Regions from separate parts of the Mus musculus genome. Here regions 2, 3, 4, 5, 6 and 7 are each linked to region 1. A link is a contact called in public HiCAR-type, HiChIP or PLAC-seq and promoter capture Hi-C data. All regions are on one chromosome and are shown on one strand. Each heading gives the region's core, a stretch centred on a gene start, on an enhancer-like site or on the middle of the called end of the contact. The rest is flanking DNA. Distances are from core to core; before and after follow the strand shown.

The links. Promoter capture Hi-C pulls out the DNA fragments that hold promoters and counts their contacts. HiCAR-type assays count read pairs that join an accessible place to other places. HiChIP or PLAC-seq counts read pairs in DNA pulled down with a chosen protein or histone mark.
Region 2: a promoter capture Hi-C map of embryonic stem cells shows a contact between it and region 1, with 9 times the contacts expected there. The contact joins the promoter of Fbxo4 here to the promoter of Prkaa1 in region 1. A contact is called at or near these places in 6 of 39 promoter capture datasets (the C10 cell line, the HPC-7 cell line, cranial neural crest and 3 more), 1 of 484 Hi-C or Micro-C datasets (rod photoreceptor) and 3 of 115 datasets of contacts at active chromatin or transcription factors (the SCID.adh cell line, embryonic stem cells and trophoblast stem cells).
Region 3: an H3K4me3 HiChIP or PLAC-seq map of bone marrow-derived macrophages shows a contact between it and region 1, with 4 times the contacts expected there. The contact joins the enhancer-like site here to the promoter of Prkaa1 in region 1. A contact is called at or near these places in 3 of 39 promoter capture datasets (the 3T3-L1 cell line, cranial neural crest and liver) and 2 of 115 datasets of contacts at active chromatin or transcription factors (bone marrow-derived macrophages and stem cell-derived neural progenitor cells).
Region 4: a promoter capture Hi-C map of hippocampal neurons shows a contact between it and region 1, with 7 times the contacts expected there. The contact joins the promoter of Fyb here to the promoter of Prkaa1 in region 1. A contact is called at or near these places in 7 of 39 promoter capture datasets (the 3T3-L1 cell line, cranial neural crest, embryonic stem cells and 4 more), 1 of 484 Hi-C or Micro-C datasets (erythroblasts), 5 of 115 datasets of contacts at active chromatin or transcription factors (acute myeloid leukemia, bone marrow-derived dendritic cells, double positive thymocytes and 2 more) and 3 of 9 other capture datasets (embryonic stem cells, liver and macrophages).
Region 5: a HiCAR-type map of astrocytes shows a contact between it and region 1, with 6 times the contacts expected there. The contact joins the promoter of AW549877 here to the promoter of Prkaa1 in region 1. A contact is called at or near these places in 4 of 39 promoter capture datasets (the 3T3-L1 cell line, the C10 cell line, cranial neural crest and 1 more), 3 of 484 Hi-C or Micro-C datasets (embryonic stem cells and rod photoreceptor), 9 of 115 datasets of contacts at active chromatin or transcription factors (the SCID.adh cell line, acute myeloid leukemia, astrocytes and 6 more) and 2 of 9 other capture datasets (adipose tissue and pancreatic islet).
Region 6: an H3K27ac HiChIP or PLAC-seq map of epiblast stem cells shows a contact between it and region 1, with 7 times the contacts expected there. The contact joins the promoter of BC037032 here to the promoter of Prkaa1 in region 1. A contact is called at or near these places in 9 of 39 promoter capture datasets (the C10 cell line, the HPC-7 cell line, cranial neural crest and 5 more), 2 of 484 Hi-C or Micro-C datasets (both in embryonic stem cells), 11 of 115 datasets of contacts at active chromatin or transcription factors (T-cell acute lymphoblastic leukemia, embryonic stem cells, epiblast stem cells and 4 more) and 2 of 9 other capture datasets (embryonic stem cells and liver).
Region 7: a promoter capture Hi-C map of liver shows a contact between it and region 1, with 3 times the contacts expected there. The contact joins the enhancer-like site here to the promoter of Prkaa1 in region 1. A contact is called at or near these places in 5 of 39 promoter capture datasets (3T3-L1-derived adipocytes, hippocampal neurons, liver and 2 more), 3 of 115 datasets of contacts at active chromatin or transcription factors (embryonic stem cells and extraembryonic endoderm stem cells) and 1 of 9 other capture datasets (embryonic stem cells).

What each region holds. Positions count from the first base shown.
Region 1 is chr15:5,142,385-5,145,671 of GRCm38.p6, forward strand. Prkaa1 (protein kinase, AMP-activated, alpha 1 catalytic subunit) reads left to right here and starts at 1,477. Exons shown (of 9, transcript NM_001013367.3): 1 at 1,477-1,611. The coding sequence starts at 1,485.
Region 2 is chr15:3,978,102-3,981,459 of GRCm38.p6, forward strand. Fbxo4 (F-box protein 4) reads right to left here and starts at 1,472. Exons shown (of 7, transcript NM_134099.2): 1 at 1,141-1,472. The coding sequence starts at 1,323.
Region 3 is chr15:6,333,155-6,336,325 of GRCm38.p6, forward strand. It overlaps a transcript of Dab2 not described here. Among named protein-coding and RNA genes, the nearest start is that of Gm16311, 25 kb to the left of the region's middle. Within about 2 kb of position 1,782, at least 15 of the 459 cell types and tissues checked have an H3K27ac peak or open chromatin away from gene starts, as enhancers often do. A contact at or near this core is called in bone marrow-derived macrophages, where this site is marked.
Region 4 is chr15:6,578,158-6,581,488 of GRCm38.p6, forward strand. Fyb (FYN binding protein) reads left to right here and starts at 1,690. Exons shown (of 18, transcript NM_011815.5): 1 at 1,690-2,889. The coding sequence starts at 1,791.
Region 5 is chr15:3,994,250-3,997,418 of GRCm38.p6, forward strand. It overlaps AW549877 (expressed sequence AW549877), which reads right to left and starts at 1,497. Exons shown (of 6, transcript NM_145930.3): 1 at 1,366-1,497. The coding sequence starts at 1,465. Gm2093 (predicted gene 2093) reads left to right here and starts at 1,790. Exons shown (of 3, transcript NR_045740.1): 1 at 1,790-1,835; 2 at 3,156-3,169.
Region 6 is chr15:4,026,001-4,029,314 of GRCm38.p6, forward strand. BC037032 (cDNA Sequence BC037032) reads right to left here and starts at 1,406. Exons shown (of 2, transcript NR_028266.1): 1 at 19-1,406. Oxct1 (3-oxoacid CoA transferase 1) reads left to right here and starts at 428. Exons shown (of 17, transcript NM_024188.6): 1 at 428-849. The coding sequence starts at 772.
Region 7 is chr15:6,259,232-6,262,408 of GRCm38.p6, forward strand. No RefSeq gene overlaps it. Among named protein-coding and RNA genes, the nearest start is that of Gm16311, 49 kb to the right of the region's middle. Within about 2 kb of position 1,295, at least 69 of the 459 cell types and tissues checked have an H3K27ac peak or open chromatin away from gene starts, as enhancers often do. A contact at or near this core is called in extraembryonic endoderm stem cells and liver, where this site is marked.

The sequences.
Region 1 (3,287 bases), core at 227-2,726:
ACAGTAGAACCTTCCTGGGCAAATGTGAAGTAACTTAAAATGCCAGATCAAGGGGTGGGAGAATTGAAAGGGTTTCCCCCTCCTTGAGAGAATCCAGAGCTATTTCTGCCTTATAGTAATCCTTGTAAAATAGAGAGTTGATTAACGAAGATTGCTCCCAGTTATTGTTCTTGGCGGAGAAGCAGGTGTTTCTCAACCCGTGGGTCACGACCCACTACGGGATCAACCCCCTTAGATCATCAGGAAACAATGATATTTACATTGCGATTCATAAAAGTAGCAAAAAAAAAAAAAAGCTATGAAATAGCATTGAAAATACCTTTATGATGGGAGACGGGTCACCACAACATGGGGAACTGTATTAAGGGTCATAGCATTAAGAAGGTTGAGAACTATTGCTCAAACCTTAAAGCAGCTTTCTTCCCCCTGAATACTTTTTCTTGGAACAAAAGCGTTTGATGTTACATTGCTTTGATGTCATAAGCCAGAATATGGGAAAACTAGGAGTGTTGGTAATTTTCATCCCAAAGAAAAATGACATTTTTCGTCTCCAAAAAAAAAAAAAAAAAAAAAAAAAAAACCACAAAAACAAAACTCCATCCTTTTTCTCCATCGACATTGATAGAGATTCAAATTGCAAAATCGAAGGATGACATATATATTTTTACCTATTGTTAGAACTGAGTAACAGATTCACTTCAAAATCCTGTTACAAATAAACACACTTCTTTGGTGACTGGATATGGCTCCATTTATACAAACAACACACTTTTTCAAGTGGACTGAAAATGTACATTTTATTGAAAATGTAAAAATATTAGTTTCTAAACACGATAAGTTCGGGATAACACCTCTTTCTGGAATTCACATAGCTCACACACATTCCACAGGGGAAATTTGACGGTAGCAAATTTCCTAGGAAGTCTCTCCAGGATGTGCGGTGTCCCATAGTAATTTACTGGCTCAGAGTTTTTTTTTGTTTAAAGCAGTGGTAAGTATTAAAAGTGCAAGTGAAAACACCCTTGGCTTCCAGATGACACCGAGATGAGATGAAAATCAAGATTTCAAGTCAGTGGTAGGGCGGTGTCCCCTGTCTTGTTTCAAAGCACGCCGCGCTATCCCCGGGCAACGTGTAAGCAAGCATCGTCCTCCTGGGAATTACGGGGGTGGGGTGCTGTACCGCACCCACAGACCCTCGGGTGGCCGCGGTCGGCTCCGCGGCGGGGGAAGCCCTCCCGCGCGCAGAAGCGCGGGCGCGCGCAGAGGGATGCGGGGCGCCGAGGCGAGTACCGGCGCCGCTCCCGCCGCCTAGCCCGCCAGGGGGAGCGAGTGCGCTCGGCGGCCGGCTGCGGGGACTGCGGGGCCTGCGCGGGCGGTGGCCGGCGACTGCGCCCCACCGCGGCGCACCCGCGTCCCCACCCCCTCGGCGCCCGCCCGCCCCCGGCGCGGCCCTGCCCGCCCCCTCCGCCCCCTCCCGCGGCGCCATGCGCAGACTCAGTTCCTGGAGAAAGATGGCGACGGCCGAGAAGCAGAAGCACGACGGGCGGGTGAAGATCGGCCACTACATCCTGGGGGACACGCTTGGTGTCGGCACCTTCGGGAAAGTGAAGGGTGAGGACGCCCGGGCCAGCGCGGACCCGGCGAACGGCGAGCGACTGCGCCTTTCGCACTCCGCATCCTCCCCCGCGCCCGCCTTCCGGGTGTCTGGGCTCCGTATCCCCGGTCCGGGCGGCGCTGGGAGCGGAGCCCGAGGCTGCCGCGGGCTGCAGAGCTGTGGGGTCCGCCGCGGTGGGGTGGGGGCGGTCGCCATGGCGACGGCGCGGCGCCGGAGGGGCGGGGATGGCTCTGGGTGCAACTTTCCCAGGCGAGGGAGTTGGGCACTGAGCGCGCGGGGGCGCCCGGCGCGGACGAGGGGGTCTCTTGTGGTCTTCTGATCCCCTGTGTGCCCTTGGCGCAGAGCCAGCCCATCGCGCCCTGGCGGTCCTCGGAGTTGTCGCTGCCTCGCTTTTAGGAGGTTGTGGACTAAAGTGCTTCTTCGGTTTCCTGAATCGAAATGTGTTCTTCCAAAAGCAAGGTAGCTGTGGAGATACCTTTCAGAAATAGTAATGCCCTTGTTAGGACTATTGATCTCCGTCAGGACTTTTGATGCATATGCCTGTGAACTGGCGCGGTGTTTCCTATGCGTGGTTTACAGTTGGATGCAGATGCTGCTTTTAAGTGATTCCGTTTTCGGAAGTTTTGCGGTTTCCGAGAGCTATACCTGGTAGGTAGGGCATATGTTAACTCCAGATGGTATTTATTAGCTTATAGGTATAGTTTCCGTTTATTCTCACAGTATATTTATATTTTAGTAATTCAGTGCACATCATTTGGACTTTTTGTTCGTTTTGGTAGAATCCCCTGTTACCGCCTTAGCAAAAGCACAAGCATTCTGTCTTCAACTAACTACTCTAGCCCACCACCTGTGACAAGGAAAATTCTGATTACAACCTTTGTGAGGTGGACTTTTTTCCCCTTTAAAATATTTAAGCCTGCTATTAAGTATTTAGAGGAAGGAAGTTTGGAGCTGATAAGAAATAATTCATACATTGGTTTTGGAGAAATAATAGACTATGGCCTGCATATATAGTAAGCTCCTTAGTAGATATTTGATTGAAGTGAAAAAGTTTGTCAAATTACACAGCAAGCTAACTGAGCTCCGTTCTCCCAGGAGGGCAGAAAGAGCCCTTCCTTCTCTTGCCCTTTCCCAGTCCTAAACGGAAAGTTGCTGTGTTACCCTCAGGGGAGCAAATGCCTAAACCTACCTAGGAAAATCAGCAAGCCAGACAGTGTGAAGGAGGAGTAGGTGTGGTCTAGGGCCTAGCACTGATCATGGTTCAGCCAGTGTTCGTGAACACTCTCAGGGTTTTGCTTTGTCTCTTTTTATGCATGCATGCATTTATTTATTTCGAGAGAGTGTTACAATGCTGTCCAGGCTGGCTTTGAACTTGTTATTCTTCGTGCTTCAGCTTCCTAAGTAGTTGGCATTAACAGGCAGCTAGCTCTTCCAGTGTTTTGTTTACCTTTAGCTAGGCATCCTTGTTTGCCATTAGAGGTGGTAAGAAGTGCTAATTAAGGCTCTGATGGAAGTGATAAGGCAGACTTGAACTCAGAAGGCTCCTTCCGAAGGCCCTGCTTGGAATGAATGTGGCATCCAGTCCGCCATTCCTTTGACACAGACCAGAGCGGATCAAGCAGACAAGAAAGGAAGAAGGGATTGTTTTCCCGGCCTGGGATTTGACCTGGGA
Region 2 (3,358 bases), core at 222-2,721, 1.2 Mb before region 1:
TGACTGGTTCTTTAAAATACATAAGTCTATCTTAACATCCCTCCACCAATAGAAAATTCAAAACTAAACATTTTCATCCCTAACACACCTGAAATGTTGCAAACTCAAGCTCTGCCTTTCTATTTTTCAAGCAAAGTAACCAGTTCCTTTCATTTCTTTCCATGAGTATGTTGATGTACCAGTTACTAATTTGTTCTTCAAAAATAAATGAGTGTCAAGTGGAGATTTTTTTCAAGCTGGAGAGATGGCTCAGAGGTTAAGAGCACTGGCTGCTCTTCCAGAGGTCCTGAGTTCTATTCCCAGCAACCACATGGTGGCTCACAACCATCTGTAATTTGGATCCAGTGCCCTCTTCTGGTGTGTCAGTGACAGTGTACTCACATATACATAAAATAAATAAATAAATAAATCTAAAAAAACAAAGTGGCGGTTTTTCTGATTTTATCACTAGATCAAATGAAAGCATGTGAACCTGTCATTTGAATTTCTCTCTATAGAGTATTAATCAGGTTCCGAGGACACCTGAGAGAAGCTTGGAGGTAACCTAAGCCTGTGGCTTTCATTTAGAGTGAATGTCAGTGGGATGTACTAATAACCCAACTGAGATAAAGGAATTGTCATCAACAATGTATAATCTATTTATTTATTTATTTATTTATTTATTTATTTATTTATTTTATCTTTCTCTGAAACTTTAAATTGCATGCATCCTCTTTGCAGCCTGACCTAACTTGAGGTACTTGTAACTTTACTGGTTTCAATTATGTGGCAGTTTTGTTGCTTTGGATATGTCAGAGTTGCTTGCTCTAGGCGACCCCCCCCCCCCCCTAACTGGAATACATTGACTAGGGATTAAAATGTGCAGAAGAAAGACACTGGAATGCCTTCCAAGCTAACCCACTTCCTTCATCAGATTTCCAGACATCCAAATAGGATGACTGACAACCTGTGGGTGATCTCGCTGGTCATTAGTGAGTGTTGTAGTGCGACCTTGGTTGGCAGGGGGATACCAAGAGTTACCATCAAGGCAATCCTGGCCACTTCACTTCCAGGCGAGCACACACCCGGAAGTGGCTGCCCTGCCGGCCCAGGCCCCCGGCCTGCGGCGGTCTCTGTGCGCGGCCTGCGGCCTCGGCTCACCGGCAGCCGCGTCAGCGCGCTCGTCTCCTCCGCCGCCTCCTTCCGGGAGGCCGTCGGCGTCGCCCGCTCCTTGGCCACCGAATACCAGAAGGTCCTCCAGCCGCTCAGGATGGCTGCCTCCAGGCGGCCCCAGTCGCTGGCGGGCGGCGGGGAGCCGGCTCCGCGGGGCTCGCTTCCAGCCATGGTCGCAGGCTCCGCGCGACACCGCGGGGCGCACGGGCTCCCCAGCCGCTCGGCCTCCGCCTCCGCCCCGCTGGTACGACCCGGGCTGGTCGGTTGGGCAGGGCTCCAGGCCGAGGTGGCCCGGAATGACTCACCCCGTTAGCCCAAACCCTCCCACACTACACATCCTCCGGGTCCCTCCCTGCCTCTGTGCGTCACCACAAGGACCTGGGAGCTAGGGCTTGTTGAACAGCCACCCTTTTTCTGAAATCTTGCTTCCCCTTAAGCGTTAGATATTAAGTAGGCTGTATGTGTGCTTCTGTGTTTTGGAATCAGCAATCTACCACTTGGAGTTGAGCAAAAACTGAGCCCGTGGAGGCTATCAGGAGCCTTATGTGTTATTAAAGATAACCTTGGCTGACTAGAACATCGTGCTGTGGAGAAACTATTGTAGATGGGAAGCCAAAACTGCCTCAAGCGTAGCTCTTTTAATATTAACTTCAATCTGGTTTTGGTCTAACCTCATGAGGTTGGGTGAAACTTGTAAGCTTTGCTTAAAATTTTATTTAACTACATGTATGTGGATATATGCATGAGCACTCAGGTTCCAGCAGAGGCCACAGGCATCACAAACCCTGGAACTGGAAACCACACCCTTGAGAGCCACCTACTCAGGCCCTCTGAAAGAACAGTACATTCTTATAACTGCTGAACCATCTCTCAAACACCTGCCCCCTTTACCGATTTTAAAGTAAATAATGTTGTAACATCTGAAAGCCAGGCAAGATGTAGCCAATTTTATCTAGGCTGTGTACATAATGCCCTCATCAGCGTAGGTGGTATATGTATTTGATGTATGGTCTTTGTTTTGTGGCTATAATAGTTCTTGCAACTGCTTCCACAACTTGGTGTGCCAACCTGAATCCAATCTCTGGCCATGGCCACTCACATTTTGCTTGCATTTACTTCCTCAAACTCCATTATTAGGTATTTTCTACCAAAATGGTGAGTTTAAGCCCACGACAAAAATGTACATACACTAAAAAATTGTTCAATCAATGATCTATCATAAAAGGTCAGAAGAAAATTTGATAGGAAAGAAAAGCCTGGATGTGGTACTATTAAAAGCCATTAGTGAATTTTTAATCTTCCAAAAGTGATGTCTATTCTAGTAACTTTAATCATAATCAAAAAGAAATTTAAGAAATGAGAGGTAGGCTATATAACAAAATATTATATAGCACTGGATATAGTTTTAGGAAAGACACAAATACCTATTTGGTAGCAGGTTATCAGTCTCTTTAAAGTAGATTACCTCACTTAATCTAATCCCCAAACCCATTCCACATCTAGACTTCATCACGGGAATACTTCGGATTTAGTAGTCACGTGTTAAATTCTTTAAAATCTTTTAGAATAATCTAGTAAGGATCACCACGTTATAACCTGAGGTGTAAACCTTGTTCTGGAGAACATGGAAGATGGGCGGAGCCCACATAATCTATCTCAAAATCACTGTCAACCTTTAACCACTTACTATTCCAAGATGGTTTGTTTGTGTTTTGCTTTGTTTTTTGTTTTTTGGGAAAACAGTTAAATTTTATCATCTATATACAACTGGTTTAATATCAATTGTCAAAACATTCTACATCTAGTCCATAGGATATTTAAAAATTAATACCATTTTACAATCTTCGAAGTAGAAGGCAAAGGCCACATCTTTTAAAAACACGCTAGGCTACAGGAAATAGTTGCTAGTATATAAATATGAAAGTAACACAGCAATAGCTGCATGTAACAGTACATAATGCTCAGTAGTGGACCCTAGACACTTTTCACAAGGGCCCTTCATTCAAAATGCAGTACCTGAAGCTCCAAATGAAAAGTAACAGACATTCAATAAAGCTGGAAGCTGGGCAACTGAGGGTCTGTCAGAGCATACATTTAAAAATGATTATTCTTTCCTATGACATTGCTCAGCAATGAGTAGGTCAACCACTTGCTCAGATTATCAGGACAAGGGGAAAGACTTATGAATTAATTACTTATATGGCCT
Region 3 (3,171 bases), core at 532-3,031, 1.2 Mb after region 1:
ACTTTAACAAGGTCTCCTCACTCATTTAACCTGTGGACCTGGTAGATATATTCTCCTAAAAAGAATATGTAGTACAAATTAAATTTCTAGAATTGGGGACAATATACCAAAGATTACAAATTAAATTTCTAGAATTGGGGACAATATACCAAAGATTCCTCAAAGCATTTGGATCTTCAGGTAAGCAGAATCCTAAAAAAGGACAAGTGTGTGTGTGTGTGTGTGTGTGTGTGTGTGTGTGTGTGTGCTGGGTGTGCTGGCACACACCCTTAATCTTAGCACTCCAGCAGGTAGAGGCAGGTAGATCTTTGAGTTGGAGGCAAATCTGATCTCCAGAGTGAGTTCCAGAGTAGCCAGGGATGCACAGAGAAACCCTGTATTGGAACAGTAACAATAAAGAGAAAACAAAATAAATTTTCATGCAAAAATTAAAATATATAATTCATAATAGTTTAGGGCTGTGAATCATGAAAGTTAATTATGCTATATATAACTGTAAAGGGTAGGATGTTATGCTTTTAGGATTCAGATGGATATAGCATAACTCAGAATATTGGTTGTATTTTGACAGTGGATCTCTAACCTGGCTCCACAAAAGAATTTACTACATACAGAGCTTCTGCAAAACGTCCATCACAGATACATTAAAATCAAAACTTACAGAAAAGAAACTCCTAACGTTAACATTATTATGAATATAGTGATCTGATATAAAGCTGGGGGTAGGGTGAGTCAGTAGCTTGAATGATGGCCTTCCTTGGTGCCCTTAACCAGAGTTTACCAAGCATGACTGATAATGCCATGGAAAGCAAACTCCTGGTACAGAGAGACTTAGACTTAACGGGTCCTCACTAATGGGCACATAAATGAATTGGTGGTAGAGGTGATACAGTTGTCAGGGATGGAAATCTCTATCTTTGAGAGTCTCTTAAAACAAAGCTTTAAAAAAATTATTTATTTATTTTATGTATATGAGTACACTGTTGCTGTCTTCAGACACACCAGAAGAGTGCATCGGATCCCATTACAGATGATTGTAAGCCACCATGTGGTTGCTGGGAATTCAACTCAGGACCTCTGGAAGAGCAGTCAGTGCTCTTAACCACTGAGCCATCTCTCCAGCCCAAGGCAAAGCACTTCATATGATGATCCAGAGTCCTAGAAATAGTTTTGATACACATCATTTTGGTTTACTAAGCTGAAACCTTAACTGGGTCAGACTACTGGGTTCCGGGGTGATTTCATCTTTACTGAAAATATGACTTTGACCTTGCTTGATGCAAAACAACTCAAGGTTTGATTTCTAAATGGGTTTCCCTGGTTAAATTTACAAAACAGGGAGACCGCTTTGATAAAAATATGCTTTTGATGAGATTTTGGAATTCATTGCTGGATATACTCTGTGAGTACTTGCACCATGTCAACTTGAAAGAAAAGAGCAAATATATTATATTTTGGGGGAAGGGGAGTTTTTTATGTTTTAGACAGGGTCCTATTATGAAACTCAGGCTATTCTCAAACTCAAAGGCCTCCTATCTCAGTCTCCTGGTTGCTAGGACATTGTCAAGCTTAAATGATTAGACTGTCAAACTGAACTGAATTGCGAGTAAGATTCTTAAACTGTCCCATGATCTATCACTCTACTCTTCCATTCTCCACAGGCCAGTGCTTCTCAGGCTTTTCCATTTGTGTCTGTTAGATCACCTTTCTCCTTGTGGGAGGTCCAACTCACACAGCCCATTCTGAGTGGAGCTTAACTTCCTAATTTGCAACTGTGTCTGTTTCCACTGACCAGCAGTATTTTATCTTTTGTGGTTTTGGAGGCCTCTCAATCCATCCTTCCTCTATAATAGAAAAAGTAGAAATAGTCACTCTGCATTTTTCCTCTCCAGTCCTTCTGACACCAACCCCACTTCCTGTTCAGATAGGGGCTCCTCTACTGGAGGATAATGCAACTTGCCACCTGCTCCCTGATTTCTGTCAAACTGGTAGAGTTTGAACTCTGCCTTGTTGTGTTCTAAGGTTACCTCAGAATGGAACATTTGAGAGTTCTTTAGTATTTCTAAAGTCAACACTACCAGATATGCCTGTTCCAGGGCAGGGGAGATACTGTTTTTAAAATTGCACTTCAATACATCCCTTGACGTGTCCTTGGACTTATCAGTCAAGACAGACCTTTGAATCAACAGTTGCTAGCCACTAGGCATGGTGGTGCATACCTACTGAGCTAGCATTTGGGAGATTAAAGCTAAAGGATTGCATCCCAGAGCAGCCTGAGCTATGAAAGGAAAAGAAAAAAAAATTATTCTTAACTCAGTAGATCATATATTTTATCTATCCCAACTAAATATTCAGTTTTTCTAGTGTGATCAAGTCTGCACCCATCAGCTACAACCATATAAAACAATACTACCGTGAATGTTGATCAAACATTGAGCAAGATTACTACTGAAAAAGAAATGGGAGCAACTGAAATGTTCCTGAGGAAATGGAGGTCAGAACCAGAGAAAAAGATGCTGGACATTGAAACCTCATCCATCTCCTGGAAGCTGAGTTTGTACTCCAGAGGGCAATCGATGAAAGCAGGGAGGAAGTTGAGGGAGATTGGCCTGGCATCTAGATGCACTCATTCCAAAGCACTGAGATAGAAGGAAGGACTAGAAAGGAGAGCAAGCGCAGGGAGGAACACAGAAGGACCTAAACGTGCTACCTAGTTTCTCTTAGTTTAGTTTACATGGAATTTTAGTTTAGTATAGTTTATAGTTTTTTTAATAATCAAAATTCATACTGTGCCCTTAAATCTGTACAATTCCTATGTATAGGGGAACTCTTATGAGTCAGTGCTAGAGCGACTGCCTGGCACATACTGGGCCCTAGGTTTGACCCACAGCATTGTCAGAAATAGCAACAATAATCAGTAGATAAACATTTTAAAATACAGTTCCAGGAAGATAGAACAACCATGAAATAAAAAGACAGTGTGCTACTTGTTTAGGTTCTAGGAAATTGGAACTGAATAGTTCAGAAGTTCTTTTTGGTAAGTCATTGTCAGCAGACAAAATTTCAGCTGATTCTTCTTCAAACTTGCAGAAGTGGATTATAAATGAAACATCGCTAAGTGACTACAGCTATCCTCAGGATCTCACACTTCCTCGAGATGAACAACAGAAG
Region 4 (3,331 bases), core at 440-2,939, 1.4 Mb after region 1:
ACAAAAACAGGAAGCCCTCGGATGTGCCAATGTCCTCTACTGCTTTATACACGTGCCTGCCTAAGAGCAGCGCCTAGACGTTGTTTGCAGTGAGAAGATAAGAAAACGCATTAATATCCCCTGCTACCTGGCTCCCGAGCTGACATTCTTAATCACTTTGCTATTTCACCTTGTTTTATAAACCTAAAAGAAGCTATACATAAAGAATATGAACAATACTAGTAGAGGGGAAGGGATAATCAGAAATTCTTTCTCAGAAACAAACTTCCTTCTAAACAGAAAGAAAACTTTGGGGGGGGGGGTGTATGCGTGTACTCATGTGTGTGTGTGCACACGCTTACGTGCACGTGTGTGTGTGCGTGTGTGTGTGTGTGTGTGTGTGTGTGTGTGTGTGTACACTAAGGAGCAAACCCAGGACCTTACCCATGCTGAGCTCCTGCTCCATCACCCAGCTATATCTTCTGTCTACCATTTCATATTTCTCATCAAGCTTTAGAGCCCTGGAAGTTTTTCCTGTTTTTTTATCCTTTTGGGGGGGGGGAGTGTGGGGGGCGGGCATGATCTCACATAGCCTAGGCTTGTCTCAAACCTGCTGTGTAGCCAAGAATGACCTTAACCTTCATAAACTTCTGATCTTCCTGTCTCTACCTCCTGCATTACAGAGTACGCCACCAACCTGATTTATTGAATGCTGAGCACATGAGACAGGGTTTAGTGATGTTAGATGCTAAGTAGGTTTTCTCTCTCTCTCTCTCTCTCTCTCTCTCTCTCTCTCTCTCTCTCTCTCTCTCTCTCTCCCTCTCTCTCTCTCTGTCTCTCAGCTGAGCCTCATCTCCAGCTCAAACTCCTTGTTTTTGAAAGAAAGGGTAAAGACACCATTAATTCTCCCAGGTTAAACGGGACTATATTAACAACAACAAAAAAAAAAAAAAGGGTGACTATCTGATACCTTTACTGCATAATTTCCTAATTCTTATGAGGAAGGCAGGTGAGGCAGGACCTCTCAGAGGACTGGTAAAAGTCATTATTGAAGAGAAAGATCTGGAAACGAGGCAATTCCTTCTGCTGGCCTGTTGTTCAGCCCATGCTGTCCCGTGGGTTTAGCTCATGTCCCGTTAGTCTGCATACAGCCACACAACAGCACTCTGGATTTGCAAATAATAAGGAAACCTTCTTTCGTTTTAGAAGGGCTGGGCTGTTCTGTAACACCTCCCCGACAGCAAACGCACTTTAAACGCAACAGGAACAGGGAAGCACGGGCCAGCACACTGATGCTAAGCATTGCTTTGCTGGGTTAAAAAAAAAAGCATGTAGCCTGAGTTTACAGTGCCTACTTTCGTTTTGAAGTCCAGTTTCCACATGAGTCTCAGTTGTAAAAAGTGGGAAAATCCATTTGGTAGCCACCGCTGTATGTTTTTCAGTGAAGCAAAAAATGTAAACAAATACAGAATCAGATATCTCCAACAAGATAGCGAGGCAGACCAGGAAAGAGAAGAGAAACGTTTTTTAAGATAAATGATTGTGTCCCTGTACGACCAACAACAGAAGTTTAAACACAGCCCTAGCCTTTCCTTCGCGAGAAACATTCACAACTTGTTTTGCCATAGAGGAACTTAAATGTTACAATATCTGGTCAACCAATCAGCAGCTTGCCGGCACCCCAGCACTCTTGCCTCAGATCAGGAAACCCTTGAAGGTACAGTATTTTAAATTGCAAGTGAGATTTCTGACTCTCAGCTGGTTTTTGTTCCCTGTGCTTGTAGGATGGAAAAACAGATGTAAAATCCCTCATGGCGAAGTTCAACACGGGGAGTAACCCGACAGAGGAGGCCGCCACCAGCAGCAGGCCCTTCAAAGTTGCAGGACAAAGCTCGCCTTCTGGAATACAATCAAGAAAGAATTTATTTGACAACCAAGGAAATGCCAGCCCGCCCGCAGGACCCAGCAGCATGCCTAAATTTGGGACCACAAAACCACCCTTGGCAGCGAAACCTACCTACGAGGAGAAGCCTGAGAAGGAACCTAAACCCCCGTTTTTAAAACCTACTGGAGGGAGCCCAAGATTTGGAACACAGCCAAACTCAGTTTCTAGAGACCCTGAGGTCAAAGTGGGGTTCCTGAAACCTGTAAGCCCCAAACCCACCAGCTTGACCAAAGAAGATTCCAAACCTGTGGTTTTACGGCCACCTGGGAATAAACTTCACAATTTGAACCAAGAGTCTGACTTAAAGACGCCAGGACCGAAGCCAGGGCCCGCTCCCCCAGTCCCAGAAAACGAACTGAAGCCAGGATTCTCAAAGGTAGCTGGAGCTAAGAGCAAGTTCATGCCAGCGGCACAAGATACTGACTCCAAACCCCGATTTCCCAGACACACCTTTGGCCAGAAGCCATCCCTAAGCACAGAGGACTCCCAGGAAGAGAACACTTCTAAGAACGTGCCTGTCCAGAAAGGATCCCCAGTGCAGTTGGGCGCCAAGTCCAAGGGCGCCCCTTTCAAACCACCTAAGGAAGACCCAGAGGATAAAGACCATGGAGCACCAAGTTCACCCTTTCCTGGAGTGGTTCTGAAACCTGCTGCGAGCAGAGGGAGCCCGGGTCTCTCCAAAAACTTTGAAGAAAAAAAAGAAGATAGGAAAACAGACCTTGCAAAGAACATCTTTCTGAACAAACTGAATCAAGAAGAGCCGGCCAGATTCCCTAAGGCCCCTTCCAAGCTGACAGCGGGGACACCGTGGGGCCAAAGTCAGGAGAAAGAAGGAGACAAGAATTCTGCAACCCCGAAGCAGAAGGCCCTGCCACCCCTGTCCGTCTTGGGCCCGCCTCCACCCAAGCCCAACAGACCACCCAACGTTGACCTGACCAGATTCCGAAAGGCTGACTCTGCAAACAGTGAGTTGTTTCTCATTGCTGGTAGCTGTGGTTTGCTCACACAACTGAGTGTTTCAGCTCCTGGGGGAAACTTTAGAGCAAGGAATGATTGCATAACTGATGCTCATGTGAGTATAGGGTCAATTTTCTTTTGGCATTTTTTTTTCCGTTGTGTAGGAGGTCTGAGAGAGTAGCAAATCCAAGTTCTGGTTGAGCATTCTGTAAGAAAGGACCTTGGGGTGGGGAGCACTGACATTTTAGGGAGACAATAGGGAAGAAATATACCTATTTAACGGATAGTTGGTTTTGCTTAAGGATAACCATTGCATTTATTCCCTTGGTTGTATTTCATTTCTGTAACTTGAAGAAGTTATGCTGCCCGTTGACAGAGAGAAGAGAGTAGTCTAAGTCAGTACTCTAGAAAGAATCAAATTTGATAGCCAAAGGATGTGTGCATTCTCTG
Region 5 (3,169 bases), core at 247-2,746, 1.1 Mb before region 1:
AGTCTATGCAGGACAATATCATACTGTTAAGAATGAGAACTATATGGCCATAAATACAGAGCACTCTTAAGTGGAATGATGGTTAGCACTCTATTATCTAGTTTGAATAAAATTGAAACTAACGATACTGACAACTCAAGAAAAACATATGACTGTTAAGCTAAGGGACCAATTTCCGATGTCTATTGATTTTGATGTATGAAAAAGGGCCAAGTATAATTCAAATACATATAATCTGGTGTTAAGTAAGCCCTGTTAGTAATTCTCCAGTAAGATTAACGTCAATGTTGCCTAGTAGATTGTAAAGCAGATAGCTACAGTTATGATTTTAGTAAATTTTCAGATGTATAAACAAAGCCTCCAAACAAGGCCATGGAACACTGAACCTCCTTTCCAGGCCTCCTTTCACAATGGATCATAGAATTCTTTCATAAGAAAATATGAATTACTGTTAGGCTCAGTAATAAGTAAGTAAGACTACCTGAGCTCTGGCTGACACATGACCCAGGGAGGTAACAGTGACTACAAATTCTATGTTCCGCTTGCCACAAACCAAAAGATAAAAAGCCTCAGTGTGGTCATATGTGCTTCATTTAATTATAGAACTGATTCCGTAAATACACCAACTAGTCAATCACCTGGGAGAAATGTTTCATTTCGGTCATCGTATGACTCTAATCACAAGAATTTTAAAGCTCATGGATGGTAAAGGCTCAACATTCAAAAAACAAAAAAAGATTACTGTCGAACCAATTGGCAACTGAGAATTTATAAAAAGCAAACCGAGTCTGATGTCAAAAGAATGACGTATTTCCTAACCTATTTTCCCTTCTAAGAAAATACCTAAGGACTAAAATGGGGCGGGGGGGGGAGCATTAAAATTACACCATAACTGTGTACAATATGTATTTACAGCTGAATTTTGAATTGAAAACAAAGTGGAAATTTACAAGGCAGTAATGAAAAAGTGAACTGTCATGCATGTCTCTCTGAATGCAAAAAAAAAAAAAAAAAAAAAAAAAAAAAAAACAACAAAAAAACATACTGTTCATTTTCTGGGCAGTATGAACATTCCGGAGAAAGTCCGTGTGTACTTTTATTTAAAGTCTACCCTTCTCGCAGATTCGACACCACACATCTGGTCGGATGTAAACAAAAAGGATTTCAAGGAACGTAGAAAACGCTGCATGGGTAACAGGACATCTGAGGAGAGGGCAGATGACTGCCCAATGGGGACCAAGCTCAGCAGTGCCAGCACCAGGGACCCCGCCTCGGACCGAAGGCCGCGCCTTCTGGCCACCGAGCGCAGCGGTCCCCTCGCATCTCACCACCGTCCGCCCACTTCCCTCTGCGGCGCTCCCTCACCGTCTTCCCCCGCGGCTTCGCTAAGGTGCTGTATGTGAGCCTGAGCCAGGTCCCCGAGCTCTTCCACCCGCCTCACCACACCGGACACCGCGGCCGCCATGGCCAGCTCGGGCGCGCCCGCCCTGTCCACGTGACCACGTGAGCCCCAGATCACCTGACGGCCTGGCTGGCGGAGTGGGGGCGGAGCCCGCCCAGCCGGTGGGCGGAGACATAGGCTCCGGGCTACGACCGCCCCGGCCCGCAAAGGTCGTTCCGGGTATTTAGTTCCTCCCAGTGGCCCTCTCCCTCCCACAATCCCGTGCTGCGAGGGGCCAGTCGATGATGTAAGGGCACACCTCTCTCCCGCCTTCTAATTTCAACCAATCGGAAGCCGACCATGCCCCGAGCTGAGCCAATAGGACATCGACTCTCTCCGCGGGTGCAGGGAGATTGCAGCCGCAGCAGCTGGCTGGAAGAGGGCGGTTTGGAAGGTCTGGAAAGAGGATTTGCAGCGGTTGGCGCTGTAGTGAAGGAGGTGGACTAAAATAAAACTTGATTGTAATGGTGGGGGCGGGGGGTGGTGGGGGAAGGTCAGAAACGGAAGTCTGCGGACGGGTGAGATTCATCCAAGCTGCGAGACCTAGTGTGAGGGCAGACAACTTGGCAGTCCTCAGCCTGCTAGCTGGCATAACGCTTTCCCCGAATCTTCACCCTGGAGCTTGTTTTTACTCCGGATTGATCTTGGCTAGCTCACACTTAAAGTACCTTAAATGTCTTGCGACCTAAACGTGGCAGCGACCTCACTGTCTTAGTTCACCTTGAGACCTTCCTGACAAGTGTTAAGTGTTCTTCCGGGTCTTAATCAGCACTCAAGTGGTCAAATTGCTTTGCATTCCATGAATGCTAATTCTTGCCTATGGCCACGGAAATCTAATGCTGTTTTGGCTTTTTGTTTGTTCGTTTGTTTCCCCCGGTTTGGCACAATATATTTTGAATAACTCTACCCTTCATCTTAATTTTAAGGTTTTTGTTGTAGCCTGGTAGAAAATATTTAAACTATGAAAATAGTAATGTGATCGTTTAAGAGTGACTAACCACAGTCACTTTTCTGCAAGTGGCCATGATGACCAGTTTTTTTCTCCTGTCATTTTACTCTAAATGCACAGAGCAAAAAACACGTGCTCTGTGTCTTCGGTACTTGTGTAATGCCCTTACGTACTTGGGAAAATGGTTTTTAATAGAAAACAATAATCAACAACAAATCCTTATGATACTTTATAATGAAGAATCTGAAGGCCAGAAAAATTGCATTCTATAATCAAGGTGAACTACAGAATTCAAACTCTTATGCTAGAGTGTTGACTTACTCTGTAATCCCAGAACTTGAGAAGCTAAGGCTGGAGGGGATGCTGGCAGTTCTAGAGCAGCCAGTACATACTGAGACCCAGTTTACAAACAAGCAAGCATCCCACAGAAATTAAGGACCCATATTCTAACATGCCAAACTGCACTAAATAACATTTCCAGGCACAAGCTGGAGAGATCATTGCTGGCAACCACATGGCCACTCCCAACTGTCTAGGCCTCCAGCTCCAGGGCATCTGATGCCTCTTTAGATCTCCATGGGCATTGTATACGGACATATATATGCAGGCAAAATGCACATAAAGAAAAAAATTACAATCATGATGATGCATCAAACTACAGTATTCTATATGGAAAGTCTTAACACTGGGAATTATTGTTCAACTGATATTTTGGTGTGTTCATTTTCAGAGAGAGAGTTGGAAATCTAGTCTTTTTTTTTTCAGATAAGGAGGAGAAG
Region 6 (3,314 bases), core at 156-2,655, 1.1 Mb before region 1:
ACACTTCTGTGCTTATACCTGTTCTGTAATTTCTGGAATTGTTGGGACTCCGGTTCCAGGAAAATTCTGGAACACAGAGTAGGATGATGGGGAACAACAGCCCAGTTCTAATCTTGTCCCTCTGTCGGTTAAGCAGGTCATGTCTCATGAGGGTCAGTCAGCACGCTGCTGGGTTTCAGAGGAAACTAAGGGCAAAACCAGACTTGAAGAGAGTTGTGGGTGTTGGGGTTGAGAAATGTTGGAAAGGTGAGCTGTCTAGATCTGGAAGGAGATCTTTATCAGTGACCCTTTGTACCTGTACTCATTCCAGAGGGCGATTTGGAAAAGTAACACGTTCAGTAAGAGACCCTCCAGGCCCTTGGCAACCCGAAACCCTGGTTGATGCCAAGCCTTGCGCGAGGGGAAGGCAGGCTCTAGCGCCCCCTCCAGCCTGAGTGCAGCGCCCGCCGCTGCGGGTGTGCCCGCAGATGAGCTGGAGCCCAGCACCTCCGGCCCCGGCACAACCCGCGGGGCTCGTCCTAGCTGTGCAGCCTTTCCATTCCTAGCCGTGAGCCCCTCCCTGTCTCGCTTCTTGACAAGCCAGCAGGCAGCAAGGGGCGGCACCGCTCTGAGGTCCCGAGGACGTCACTGACGCGCGGTCGAGCCTCCAGCCCGCCCTACCGCTCGCCTTGCCTTCTCTCTTCTTAGCCGGTGACGCCGCCGCGGCCCCGGGCAACCAGCACTCGCACGCACTCCCGCGCGCGCCACCGTCTCCCGCACCCGGGGCCGAAGATGGCGGCTCTCAAACTCCTGTCCTCTGGGCTTCGGCTCGGCGCCTCAGCCCGCAGCTCGCGGGGCGCCCTGCATAAGGTAAATTGAAGGTGCAGGGGGGCAAGAGGAAGGCCACGCGCGGACGAGCTGCGAGCGGCGCGCGCGTTCTTTGCCCTGCCCATCTCCACCGCCTCTGGTCGGGGATCTGGCATCTGCAGCGCCGTGCCCGGGGGTTGGGGGTGGGGGCTTGGAGACGCTCGGGTTTCAGGGTAGCCCCGCCGCCGCTTGTCTGTCTGTCTGTCTGTCTGTCTGTCTTTGCTTCTCCATCCACTTCCCCGCTGTGCTTGCAGCGGTGGAGAAGCGGTCGAGGCTCTGTGTACCAAAGCCACGCAGCAACGCCTTAGAGACAGACTGTCGGCGTCCAGGGACTCGCGTCCCCATCTCCCGCCACTCCTACAGACTCCAGGCTCCAGGCCGACGCCCTTGGGAAGGGGGTCCCCGGGGCCGTCGCCCTAGGTAAGGGCCGGTTGGAGGAGAGGAGCGGAGAAGGGCGGCGCGCTGAGGCTTGCGCCCCACCTGAGGGAGCTGCTGGCGCCGGCTGAGGCCCAGAACCCCGGGCCGGGTTAACCGCTGCTGGCTCAAGTTCACCGCCAAGTGGGCGGATGCTGTGCGCTGCGGAGGCGGACTGCCGCTCCCCATCCTCCCCTTCCCTATATGGCGGTAGAAAGGGGAACCCGGACTGGAGCTCTTGTCACGGGGCGATTTAGCCTGCCAAGCGTTTGGAAGCAGAAGGAGGGCTGGCGGCGCTCCGCTGCAGTTTGCAAACGCCTCGGTCCTTTATTTTGAATTCCTCTCCGTCCCCTCCGGGTTAGAGACTTGCAATGTTCAAAGACCGTAAAAAAACAAAAATCAAAAACAAAAACAAAAAAACCCAAACACCTTGACCCACAGAATGGTATCCTGAGTCGCCCTCCTAGCAGACTAGCTGGTGGTGGATATTTTTGCTTATACATTGTAGAGGGTCTAGCCTCTAAGCACACATTCGGGTTGGATTTGAGTATGGGACCAAGGAACTGAGTGCTGGAGGAGGGTGGGGAGGAGGGTGGATTCACCTTGGAGTGTTCAGTTTGCTCAGGAGCCTCTTCCCGAACCTGCAAAGTTTTCTTTGAAGAGGTTTCAAATTGCAGTCCTGAACTTAAGAAGAGTGCATCACGCAGGGCATTTACTTGCACTGTGTGCTCTTGAACTCCTTCCCCTGTTGCTCATTTCCTTGCCTTCAATCTCTGAGTGTTGAGAATCTAAAGATGTCATCACAGGACTCCCTCGTGTGCTAGGGAATGGTTCAGAACTGAGTCATTGCGTTGTTAAATTCCTCAAAGGAGGCATTTGGGTAATTGCATGCAAATTTGGATGCACTTAACCACCAGCCAACCTGCTGCAAGTGATGGAGCAGATGCAAAAAACCAGGACACAGGGATGTCCTTGGGCCAAGGTCAAAAACTTTCTTTTGACAGTGCATGTTTGTCTAAGTTTAAATTATTCACCTCTAGTCTACCCCACTTTCAATATAATCATTAAACCATTTCTCAAGCCAGCAAACCTCTAGGTGGATGAGCTGTAATTATGGGTTAGTAAAAAGTTCATGGCCCAGTTCAAAGTTAGGCTTCTCAGGAATGAGGAAAGAAGGTGCAGCTCCTGCTCTCTGGGGTGTTCTGCCCGCTTATGCATTGGTTGGCCTTACTGGCTGCTTGCTTAGCGCGTAAGTCATCCGCCTCTGCTGAATTGTAATACCCCTGTGCTGAATTGTAATACCCCTGTGCTGAATTGTAATACCCCTGTGTTCGTTTCACTGGGACCACGGTATACCTCAGTCCTTTGCCTCCCTCAACACTGCAGACTGCTCTGCCAAGAATACTCATTTTAGTACACACCTGAGAGAACCTGGTGGATACCTTCAGTAACCTTGAATACTTTCTGGCTAAATGTAGCCAACAGGTAAACTGAGATAGATATTTAAAAAATGCTTTTATGCTTTTGTTTTGGGAGACAGGATCTTGCTATGGGGGCCAGGAAGGCCTGGCACCCATGATTCTTTTGCTTCAGCCTACAGAATTCTGAAATTAAAGGTGTGTACTTATTTACCATGCTTAAAAAAAATCTTCCTTCCCTCCCTCCTTCCTACTTCCCTCCACCCTTCCTTCTTTCCCTTCCTCTGTCCTTCTCCCTCCCTCTCTCCATCTCTCTTTCCTTATTTTCCTTCATCCTTGCTTCTTTCCCTGCCTCCCTTTCTCCTTCCTTCTCTCCCTCCCATTCATGGTGAACAAGTTCCTTGTCTGGAGCTATAGCATGACCTGGAATTACCTGGAAGCTTTTCAATCTGGTGCTGTGTCACCCTAAGGTTTCTAGCTGGGTAGGTTCTAAGTGGATTGATTCATGTTGAACATTGGCTGATTCCTCTTGGCAGAGATGCTTCCTCCTGGCAAGCTTGCATGCTATTCACCTGAATAGTGCTGCCTTTTCCTCCTAACTGGGTTTCTTTCCTCTTTCCATGACAGCTCTTCCTG
Region 7 (3,177 bases), core at 45-2,544, 1.1 Mb after region 1:
GCTCTTCTGATACACCAGAAGAGGGCATTAGACCCCATTACAGATGGTTGTGAGCCATCATGTGGTTGCTGGGATTTGAACTCAGGACCTCTAGAAGAACAGTCGGTGCTCTTAACCGCTGAGCCATCTCTCCAGCCCCCTCCACCTACTTTTTAAGTTATGGCCTCTCACCGAACTCAATGATTTGCCTACAGTCAGCTTCATAGAGTCACCTGCCTCTGTCCCCAACCAATGGAATTACAGCATGGATGGCTTTTCATCTGGGTGCTGGGGATCCAAGTTTACATTGGTTGCTGTGCTTTCATGGGGCACTTTACCAACTGAGCCACTTCTGTAGCCTCCAGGCTGGTCTTTGAACTCATGATTCTACTGCCTGGACTCCGTGCGTGCTAGACTGACAGGACTACACTACTATGCTTGCTGCACTACTCCTCCCTTCCTTACCTATTGTCTCCATAGTGACAACTCTGTGTTTTTTTCCTTTGGAAATATTTTCATTTCCTCACAAAGTTTGACTTAAAGTTATCTTGACTCAGAGGTTGAGCTGTCCCCAGAAGATCCCCCTCTCTCACTGAACCTATTGCATGTGAACACCAGCCATGCCAAGCACTGCATCTGGATGATAAAGTGTTGGAGCTGAGATCAATACAGGAAAAGTATAAATCCCAGTATCTTCCTCTTCCTTGCTTTTCCTGCTTCCACCCTGAGCTTGGTGCTCAGAATCGCAAGAATCCTGGTAAAGACACAGGAAGGTCATCCACCCTAAACAGATGGCTGTTCGGAGCTGTTGATGAATGGTGAGGGTGCCCCCCAACCAGAGGCAAAGGACAAAGGCTTAGAAGGGGATTGGCTTGAGGCTCCTGCCCAAAGTGTCTGTCATCAATCTCTATTGTCTCGGTGATTCCAGCCAGGAATGGGGAATGTGTCTCCTTGTTGACACAAGACCCTGGTAGAACAAAGAAAGTTGATGACATAAACATATCCTTTTCCCAGCACTTGACTTGTGTGTGATTTAACCTTTAACTCTTGCTTGTTGATATAGGTGAGATGTCAAATATTTTCTCCTGGGATGTTGGCAACTGTTTAAAGTGTTTTCATCACCCCTTCACTAAGGCAAAACTAGGCTGGGGCTAACAGGGTCATTGTAATAGATCTGTTCCCCACCCTCGAGTCTCAAGCTCACTCAGCCACTTCCTCCCAACTGAAACAGGAAAGTGGTGACAAAGAACAGTCTGGTAGTCACTGTACATCTGCAATTACTCAGTCACTTCTGGCTTTTGAAGGAATGAATTTGTAGCAAGGGAGAGAGAACACTTGAGACCATGTGACCAACATGGAAGTAATCCTTTAAACTGCAGCATAAGCAAGAAGGCACACACAGCCTCTGAAGCTGCTCTCTGTTCCTGCTTGGTTTTTTAACCCTCTTCTCATTCCTTAGACTTGGGGGTAAAGAAAGCTTTTTACTGTTTCCAGATCAAACCTCTGCCTTGGAAGAACAAAACAGGCAGGTTCTGTCCACTCTGCCCTCAGGAAGTCCACCCCAACTGATTCCAAGGCTGAGCTAACCCCTCTTGTTTACCATCCGGACAAATATTTTAAATGGATATACTTTTGTTTAATGTTTAAGTCTCAGGTATAAAGTTCTTTCTAGTTTTGTATTAGTAAGACAAAGGTCCTTCTCCTGCCAAGAGGAAAGTAGAGGAGGAGGGGTGGGTAAAATTCTCAGGAGCACAAGTTTATAAATTGCTTTACTGAGTGGACATCCCTGTACCTTAGAAATCAGAATTTCTGATGAAAGAACGGACACTTAACCCTCTAGCAAATAATAATACATGTGCGATTTATAGCTAGAAAGAACAGCTTTGATAAAGTAAGCATCAATTGTTAGGTTTTTGATTTTTTTTAAGTCTGGAACTTGGACTCATATCTGGGAAAGGAAATGTCTGTTTCGTTAAAGAAAATGGGTTCTGCCAAATGCACCAAAATAACAGCAGGACGAGATGGGGTGGGATGGGCTGGAGGAAGGGCACTGTGTGACTCAGAGGAGCTTGGCGTCTATAATTAATATTTTAAGCTCATTACTTCACATTCAAAACAGAGTTATATGGTGGTCAGAGGGGGAAATACACCCAACCAAGCAGGATCTCTAAAACCATGCATATACATATAAATATTATTGCATAGCTTTAAAAAGGTACATATAAACTATATGAGTGTGTTTATATTCTTTTAAATGATGGTTGTCAAACCCAAGACACTTACAGGCCTATTTGTTTCTCTCTGTAGACACATCCATACACATACACACATACAAACACATACACACACACACACACACACACACACATACACACAAAGATGCAAACACACATGCACATAACACCAAGAGATGCACACACACCTACAAACACAGTTAAAAGTAAGATGTGTCTTTTATGTGTTTACCAGCTACAGATTTTTAAAATATTCATAGTATTATATAAAATTAACTCAGATCACTAATACTCAATGAGATATTCTCTCTCTCTAACACACACCTGTGTATACACACGCAGAGAGACAGACAGAGAGAGAGAGAGAGAGAGAGAGAGAGAGAGAGAGAGAGAGAGAGAGAGAGAGAGCTGCAGACTGTATTGTTATTTCACCCAGAGATGGAATATAGCTATTGCTATACCTTAAGAAGCAGTGGCAGAAAACCATGTACTCTTAAAATTGCAGTCTCTTGCTCTCTCGGACACCATCTTAGTATACTCCTGTAGACTCAATTGCCCGTGGCCTAGTAGTTTGAAACAGTTCATGAAAGTCAGAAATGGCATTCAGCATTATAACTCAAAGGCATGCTCTGACAAAAGTCACCTATAAAAAGCAAAGTTGAAGGAGCTGCAAAACTGTGGTGCATTTGCTGAACAGAGCTCCAGGTCACTTTAAGGCATGTTACATCCTGAAGTTATAACTTGGAAAATGTAAAAGCTTATGTCATTCAATCCGGCATGGAAATTGTTTTCCAGGGGCTGAGTTTTTTATAAGAGTGTTTATCAGAATCCATAAAGAAACTAGAAACGAGGATAGAAGGATCTGTGTGTCTTAAAATGAGACAATTTGGTAAAAAGCCAATGAACACTGACTTAATTCACAGGGTTCAACAGATACAAAAATATTGAAATAATCCCATGCACC